Linked DNA regions of Zea mays: regions 1 and 3 are each linked to region 2. A link is a contact called in public Hi-C data. All regions are on one chromosome and are shown on one strand. Each heading gives the region's core, a stretch centred on a gene start, on an enhancer-like site or on the middle of the called end of the contact. The rest is flanking DNA. Distances are from core to core; before and after follow the strand shown. Region 1 has its middle 4.7 kb from the start of LOC103629798. Region 2 holds the start of LOC100284999 (myristoyl-acyl carrier protein thioesterase). Region 3 holds the start of LOC100286046.

Region 1 (2,703 bases), core at 71-2,570, 210 kb after region 2:
CAGCTTTAGCTTTGGTTGTGAACGTTCAAATGTACTTAGGAAAAAACCAACCAAATTACAAGGTACCTCCGGTATCTTAGTATATGTATATATATTTATTTGCTAACTTTGCTTTTGAAATAATTTATTAATTATTTTGTTTATTTATATTCTTACAATTTTATTTTTTAGTGATTTGATGAGAAGATATTTTATTAAATAGTTTTGTACAGGGTCCTGGTTTTTTCCGGCATGGCTCTGCACACAAATGTTGTACGCTTCTACCGCTTTACCGTATAAATAAAATATGGTTTAAAAATAATTTTTGTGGGAAAATTAAAATCTAATGTAGCCTGTTTTAATTTTGAATTTTTTTACTACAAATGATAATTAGAAAAAAAAAACAATCACTATTGCATGTGGGAAGCCACAAACAGAACCACTCTAAGATGCTATAGAGAGCACTAGATATATTCCAGATATGCTTTAGTATAAAAGGAGAGAGCATTAAAAAATAAAATCAAATTCCATGTGCACATTTTAGATATGCTCCATTAAATTATTTTAGAGCAGATCATGAGCCGAACTAGCATGGATTGCAGCCTCACGTTGCAGAATGGCTGCAAAGCTCATGGATACTTCAAAAGTGATGGTTAGTGTTGCAACGAAGAACTCGACTAACTCATAGTTATGCACATCATATGCTCCTTCATATTCATCCTTAATGATTATGTTGTGTGTAATGATACAAGCACGCATGATCATACCGACAGTGGCGGAGCACGACCCAAAAATAAGGTATGGCAATGACAAAGACATATCTTGCAGTAAAACAAAATTTTAGTATAAAAATATCATTAAAAAGTACCTTAGATGAAGAATCCCTTATAGATTATATGCCAATCAACAATTATTTTAGTTACGTCTAGGAGAATTTGCAATTTGCAAGCAGCCGAATTTGCAAGCAGCAAAGCAAGCAGGCGGAGCAGTGGAGCACGACCGAAGCAGGCGGAGCAGGCACAGCAAAGCAAAGCAAACATCAAAGCAAGCAACAAAGCAGGCAAGCAGAAGCAGTCGTGGAGCAGTGGAGGTGGAGCACGACCGTGCGGCCGCCGGGCGGCCAACGCCCAACGAGCCGCACACAGCAGGAAGGCAGAGGCGGCCATGTAGGACCGCAGCCCGCAGGAAGCAGCAAGCCAGAGCCAGAGCCAGAGACGGAGGCGGGCAGCGGCCACGGCCGTGGACGGACGAGCAGGCGGTCGGCCGGCCAGGCGAGGAGCGGGCGAGCCGTGAGCGGCCATCTTGTGCAGTTGTGCTGCGTCGGCTGTGCTGTGCTGAGACGGAGGTATGGCGCGGGCTGGGCTGAATAGCTAGGTTTCACTTTTTTACTGGGCCGAGTTGAGGTATGACGCGTGCCATATTTGGCCATAACGGGCCCTTCGCCCCTGCATACCGAGTACTTGGTGGGAAAAATAATAACCTAGGGTAGTGATAATATGGAAGCATGATCATACCGAGTACTTGTGGAGAAAATAATAACCTAGGGTAGTGACAATATGGAAGCAAGCCTTGAGCCCTTGAGGATCCTAGATGGTCTATCTATGTCGTTTTGCATGCCTTCCTGGCATGCAACAAACATCTGCTACTTGGAGTCTGTGGGAGGAGAATGGTCTTCACAAACACCGGTTATCGGGAGTAGATGCCATCAGCGAGGTGGTATCCTTGTTGTAATTATGCCCATTCATCATAAAATTCACATTTGGTGCTTCTCCCTTGAGCACGTCAGTGAATAACAACAATTGGTTCAGCATGTTAACGTCGTTGTTTGACCCTACCAAAAAACATGTCAAATCCATAAGTCACACGAGGCAACTGTCTCGAGTATGATGGTCAGAGATCAAATGTCACCACTAGTAAACTTATCTTTTAATCCAACACACCACTAATAAACTTATCTTTTAATCAAATGTCACCACTAGTAAACTTATCTTTTAATCGGGTTGGCCACTGCCTCCCTGTTGGACATGTCAGGTCGGGTTTATTTGGGTTGGGTTAGATTTTTTGGCTTTGGGCTGGGTTTTTTCGGGTGGATCGTGTTTTGGGTCAAAAATCTAGGCTCGTACCTGGTACGTAGATTATTGCGGGTCAAAACTATGGCATGTATCCAGTTCATGGATTATTATGGGTAAAAAAAACTATGGCTCATACTCTCTTGTTGCATTGGTCGTGTTGGGTCGGGTTTTTTGTCGGGTCGGATCAAGTTGGTCGGGTCGAGTAGCCCATGCTTAGGTCTACTCCCAATCATACCAGAAAATCATCTATCCTCCCCTTCGCTAAAACACACCTAAAGTCGTCAAAGGCGAGACAACGACTGTACTCCTCACCAAAACATAAAATGACACCCCTACAAAAAAAAATTAAGTCACTCTAAGACTGAGCTTTTCACCATTTTGATATACTCGTCGCTGGAGTCAGCAACGCTATCGTAAGCAAGCATGCGCAGGAAGTGGCTCATTTTTGGTAAAGAGAGAAACCACTATGGTTGAGTGCATCGATTCTAAGAGTAAAATAGGAGGAATGATCACCCAACATCTCTAAGGTTTGAAGTAAGAGACTCCTCTATATATATGGTATCTTCAACGAAAGTAGAGCGGAAGATAGACACACGGGTCATTGAAGTAGCCTTACATGAGCTGATTGTGGGTGGCATCGTGATCCTGATCG
Region 2 (2,700 bases), core at 162-2,661:
CCTATCAGCCCCAATCTCATAGGACCTAATGGAGAAGTTCTGCTTGAACATGAGGCCATCATGTATGATCCGGCCAAACCCAAAAGTGTCAGTGAGCATGTCAGGCCGCCTGGGCTTCCAATCAAGCATCGTCCACTGCTTCTCGGCGGCCAAGAAGATGGTCGTGATGGCAGCAAGGAGCATGCTCCAGTCGGGAAGCTGGTTGTAGAAAGTCCTCGGCACCGACGAAGGTACAGTTACGGTCTCGTGTTCCACATCCGCCACCGCAGACTTGCCACCGTTCACCTTGGGGACGGCAGCGTGGGCGCGCGTCTTGCCCGCCCTCACGGCATTAGACGAGGCTCCCGGCTTCGCCGCAACGCCGCGGACGTCCAGGCTCTCTGGGCGCTCTCCAAGGCCGTTCTTAGGAGCGGCCGGCGCCGGCGACCCTGGAAAGAAGGGCGAGGCCGCGATGGAGGCGGCCATAGGAAAGTACCCCGCGCCAAATCAAATCGAATGGCACCAGTCTGAATCCTGGGATCTCAACCTGATTCAGCACGAGAACAGCAATTAGCATCAACAGAAACCACAAAATCAAACAAAAAAACTCGTTAACCCGATTCAAGCAACACAAAGAAAGCAAGATCTACTACACAGTAAATGCGCATCACGGGTACAAAGTACAAGCAACAAATGACCAGCCAGAGCTTCGAGGAAGTACGGGTACAAAACGACGGTCAAACCAGCCCGCTCAAATACTGCAAACATGAGAAGAAATAAACGCATACGAAAAATGAGAATAAAAGCTCACCCAAGACTACAAGGACGAGAAGGAGGCCAAGAAAAGAAGCTGCAGGAATCCCAAATCTAGCGGCGAAACGAGAAGAAAGAGGGGCGCAGGTTTTCCTGAAACTCGAGATCCAACCGGGGCAAAGGATCCTGGATTCCCGCGATTCACCCCAGCTGTCAGGGCCCGTACGTTAGCCGGCCGAACAGCGAAGCGCCCAGAAATAGCTGCTCCTGCAGCTGATCCGGTGGAATAGCCACATGGCGGCCGTGCGCAGGCAATCCGACCAGGAATAGACTCAACCCCGCTACTACGAATCTATGATGAAGGGACAGGGAATGCGGGCGGGGGGCGCACAAGGGAACGAACCTTCCGCGGACGGCGGCGGCGAGGGCAAGGGCAAGGGCAAGGGCAAAGGGGGCTTGGCTGTTGGTGCCTGCTTCTTCCGTCGGGTGCGCTTCACCACACGGCCATTGGCGGCGCGCCGATGAGGGAGGGAGGGAGGGAGGGAGAGGGTTCTGGCGGATGTGGTGGGGGACTGGCGGTGTTTGGCGGCTTCGGGCAGCTGCGGCCGGGGCGGGGCCGGGGCCGGTCGTCTCTGCTGGCACCGGTCGTTGGCTCGTTGCCCACCGCGACCTTTTAAAACATGGAGTCTGGGGAGGCGGCAAATTTTCCTTTTTATTAGATCTGGGAGAGAGAGAAATACTGTCAGAAAACTTTTTATCCGAGAGTCTGTTTGGCACTAATATTTTTTTAAATTATAGTTATAATACTACTTTGTATTTGTTATAACAATACTATAGCTTTACCTGCTCTAAGAATATATAGTTCTAAAAAACATTATTTAAATACAACATTGTAAACCAGGATATTTATGTAAAAACTAACTGTAGCATAAAAACTTTAGATTAGAGTGTAATTTCTAAGGCTGTCTCCAGCAACGTTCTCTAAATTTCATCTTCTAAAGGAATATTATATGTCATTTACAGTTCTCTCTAAAATATTCCGTACTCTATATCTTCACCGTCTCCAACAACGTACTCTAAAGTTCATCCTCTATAACATACCAACTATATAAATAGAATATTTTTGTAGCAAACAGTATTGCTCCTACCCCTGCCAATGTACGGATCGTACGACTGGCAAGTGCTTTTGGACGGTCAAGCTATTGCTAGCGCCTGATAGCAGACCAGCAGAAGAACTCCAGGGATAGCGGATGCTCGAGTGCTCCTCTATTTTAGAGTACGCTTTACAGGCTGCTGTTGGACACGGAAAGAAACCTGTAAATCTCTATATTTAAAGTTCAGGACCGTATACATACCCTTGCTGAAGGCAGCCTAATACTTGAAAAATATCAATAGTATATAGAATACTATGATTTTTAAAAACATTTTTTATGAAAGCAAACAAACACTTTATAAATATAAAATACTCTAGTATATTCCATTAAACCATAGTATTGCCTATGAACAAGGCATATATTTTAGTCTCAAACAATATATAAAAAGTAGTGATTTCTTTGTGCTGGAGATTTTGTTGGCCTTCGTATAGTCAAATATCCTAATAAGGACCGTTCGTTTCAAAAGGGATTAGAGTTGATTGAAGTAGATTAAATCCCTTCATATTCAAATTTAAATAGAAGATGATTTAATCCCTCCAATCCTTTTTAATCCACTCCTATTCAAACAAGACCTAAACGAGCATAACGAGCCTGGTGAGTGAATATTAGAGCCACTGCAAATCTGCAATGCATCTCCGCTTGGAGCCTAGATTGAGGGCCGAAGCCACGGCTCCTACAACCGAAGTCTGAAACCAGCATTTAAATATGCAACTGAAGAGGTTTATATAAAAAAAAGTAAAGAAAATAAAAGAACCAAGGAACTTGCTTTACCAAAGTAGTAAAAAACACAGATAAAAAAAGCTCTCCAGAAGGA
Region 3 (2,700 bases), core at 83-2,582, 170 kb after region 2:
TGTTTAATTTTTTATAGCCTTAGCGCCTCTATTGGATCAATCATGTATCCGCCACTGTGTAGCTGTTATATTCTTTTAGGCCAATTATCGATTATCAGTTTTGTCGCGTTTGAAACAACTGAGTTGATGCATCACTTGATGACGAACAATAAAAAGCTTTACGGTGGTGGAGTCAAACAACATGCCAACCAGTATAGCGGAGACTTGTGTAACTTGCTGCTCAATTGCATTATATTGGCAGGGCGCAATGGGTATTGCTGGCATTTTCAAATGGGTCATTGGTATTGCACGCCTCATTGCAAACCAAGTCTACTGTTATGCTGATGAGTTCGTAAAAGTGTTTATTAATCACAGCCGACGTAGAAATATACTGGCATATAGTTCAACTCTCTTTGTCACTGCAGGCTCGCTTCGTCTAATTCACTTGTAGAAAAAGGCTTAAATTATACGGTGTGGTATATTTTTACAGGCGGATTCGGTTATCAACTGACTTTGCTATTTTTAGTAAAGGTTACCGTCACTAAAAATTATTTTTATCCTTATTTTTTAAGTTTTTCAAACGGTCTCGTATGATAAAACCACCAAAATAAAAATTATAGTTCTCTAAAAGTTATGAAACTTTATAGTTAACAAAGTTTTTATTTGAAATCATTTCGGCTCTCAAAAATTGCATCTAAATTTGTCAAATTTAAGATTCAGATTTTGCAAACGACATCGGATGAAAAAAGTGTCAAAATAAAAGTTGTAGAACTTCAAAAGTTATTTAACTTTGTAGTTGACAAGTTTTTTATTTGAATTTGTTTATGGTCTCAAATAAACAATTTACACTCAGTTGTTTGTAATATGTGGACAACAAAACTACAAACTAGACACAAAGCATGTAATTTACGGAGTGGTAGCGAAGAGTATGCGCGAGAGTGAAATCAATGGCGGTACTCGATTATCCATATATGAAAATGATGATTTCAACTGACGCCTAGCATCAGCGGTTCTAAAAAACGTTAATAAAAATAGGTTCATAACCGCCACTATAAATCTTCTGTGTACTAGTAATTGAAGGTAAGGTATTGAATTCGAAACTTCTTGCTCTAATAATGCTACCTAACTAGAATGCACCGCCGATCAACAGATTTCAATGGGCACGGTGCAATTGCGGTTGGAGGACGAACACACAAGTCAAATTAGCTAGTGGACGCTGTACTATATATATGCAATTTTTGAATTAAAAAAAGAAATTGAGCTGTAGGCGGAACATCTCATCCCTACCTTCTCTTCATTCTTACAGACAAAATTTCATCTAATCTACATCTAACTATCAGAGTTTGTCTTCATTCTTACAGCACCTTCTCTTCTTGTCTTTTCTTGATGCTAGTTCATGAATAAAAAAAACTGGTGTAACAAAAATGCGTGGAGAAGTTGGCGCCCAACTACCGTACCGGAGTGACTGCTGGTCCTATAAAACCCCGGCGCCGCTCGCTGCATGCTGTCATGCTCCCGCGCCCACAGAGAGCCTGCCGTCTCCTTACAATTCTGATCGCCCCCGCCATACGCGCGCGACGACAAGACCACCACAGAGCCATGGGCATCTTCACGGTGACCAAGCTATCCGAGGGCCCCGTGCGGCCGTCCGCCGACACGCCGTCGGAGACGCTGCCCCTGGCCTGGGTCGACCGGTACCCGACGCACCGCGGCCTCGTCGAGTCCACGCACATCTACTGCTGCGACGACGTCGCGAAGACGCTGCTGCTGCCTGCTGCGCCGGCCGAGGGCGACGCCGACGCACTGGCGCCGACGAAGAAGGAGGTGATCACCAAGAAGTCCCCGGCCGCGGTGGTGCGCGCCGCGCTGGCGGACGCGCTGGTGCACTACTACCCGTTCGCGGGCCGGATCGTGGAGGACGTGCCGGGGCGCCCCGCCGTGCTGTGCTCTGCCGAGGGCGTCTACTTCGTGGAGGCCGTGGCCAACTGCACCCTCGCCGACGTCAACTTCCTGGAGCGGCCGCTGCTCCTCGCCAAGGAGCAGCTCGTGCCGTGCCCCACGCCGGAGCTCTGGCCCGTCTTGCCGCACAACAGCCTTGCCATGATACAGGTGCACGCTTCGCACTGTACATATATCTTGTTCTGACGCGCAGAATGGCGAACGAGGAGATGCGTTAGAAGCAGTGGTTGGATAGGACGACGACCGTATAAATAGAACACACCAAACTTTCGTGCAAAGCCAACGTACTGCATGCATGATTGGAATTTGGAACATAAAAGTTGTCAGAAAGACGACCGTGTACTTTCACAAATATATTTCGATGATATGATTTAGCATATTACTCCTATATAATACGTATTGGCAAGGCTTTGAACAAAGCAAAACCTGACGGTGTTGGTTTAGAAGTCAACTGGTGGATCTCCAAGTTCATTGGTCTTCTTTCTCCATCAAGTTAAAACTTGCACTAACTACCAGTAACAAACAATAGAATATGAACAATTACTGCCTCGTAACGGGATGTGTGAATTCTTTATGCCGTTATTTGCCAGGTCACGGCCTTCACCTGCGGCGGCTTCGTGGTGGGCCTGCGCACCAACCACGCGGTGGCGGACGGCACGGGCGCGGCGCAGTTCCTGAGCGCCGTGGGCGACCTCGCCCGCGGGCTGCCGGAGCCCCGCGTGAGGCCCGTCTGGGGCCGGGACCGCTTCCCCGACCCGGACA

Evidence for each region. Hi-C and Micro-C count contacts between places; a contact is called where the count stands out from the background.
Region 1: a contact with region 2 is called in a Hi-C map of ear, with 1.7 times the contacts expected there. The contact joins the enhancer-like site here to the promoter of LOC100284999 in region 2. A contact is called at or near these places in 4 of 25 Hi-C or Micro-C datasets (ear, endosperm, leaf and 1 more).
Region 3: a Hi-C map of tassel shows a contact between it and region 2, with 2.5 times the contacts expected there. The contact joins the promoter of LOC100286046 here to the promoter of LOC100284999 in region 2. A contact is called at or near these places in 5 of 25 Hi-C or Micro-C datasets (ear, leaf and tassel).

What each region holds. Positions count from the first base shown.
Region 1 is chr6:113,598,366-113,601,068 of Zm-B73-REFERENCE-NAM-5.0, forward strand. No RefSeq gene overlaps it. Among protein-coding and RNA genes, the nearest start is that of LOC103629798, 4.7 kb to the right of the region's middle. Within about 2 kb of position 1,321, at least 10 of the 20 cell types and tissues checked have an H3K27ac peak or open chromatin away from gene starts, as enhancers often do. A contact at or near this core is called in ear and root tip, where this site is marked.
Region 2 is chr6:113,388,774-113,391,473 of Zm-B73-REFERENCE-NAM-5.0, forward strand. It overlaps LOC100284999 (myristoyl-acyl carrier protein thioesterase), which reads right to left and starts at 1,412. Exons shown (of 7, transcript NM_001157894.1): 1 at 1,136-1,412; 2 at 1-526. The coding sequence starts at 465.
Region 3 is chr6:113,561,366-113,564,065 of Zm-B73-REFERENCE-NAM-5.0, forward strand. It overlaps LOC100286046, which reads left to right and starts at 1,333. Exons shown (of 2, transcript XM_008649761.2): 1 at 1,333-2,088; 2 at 2,529-2,700. The coding sequence starts at 1,489.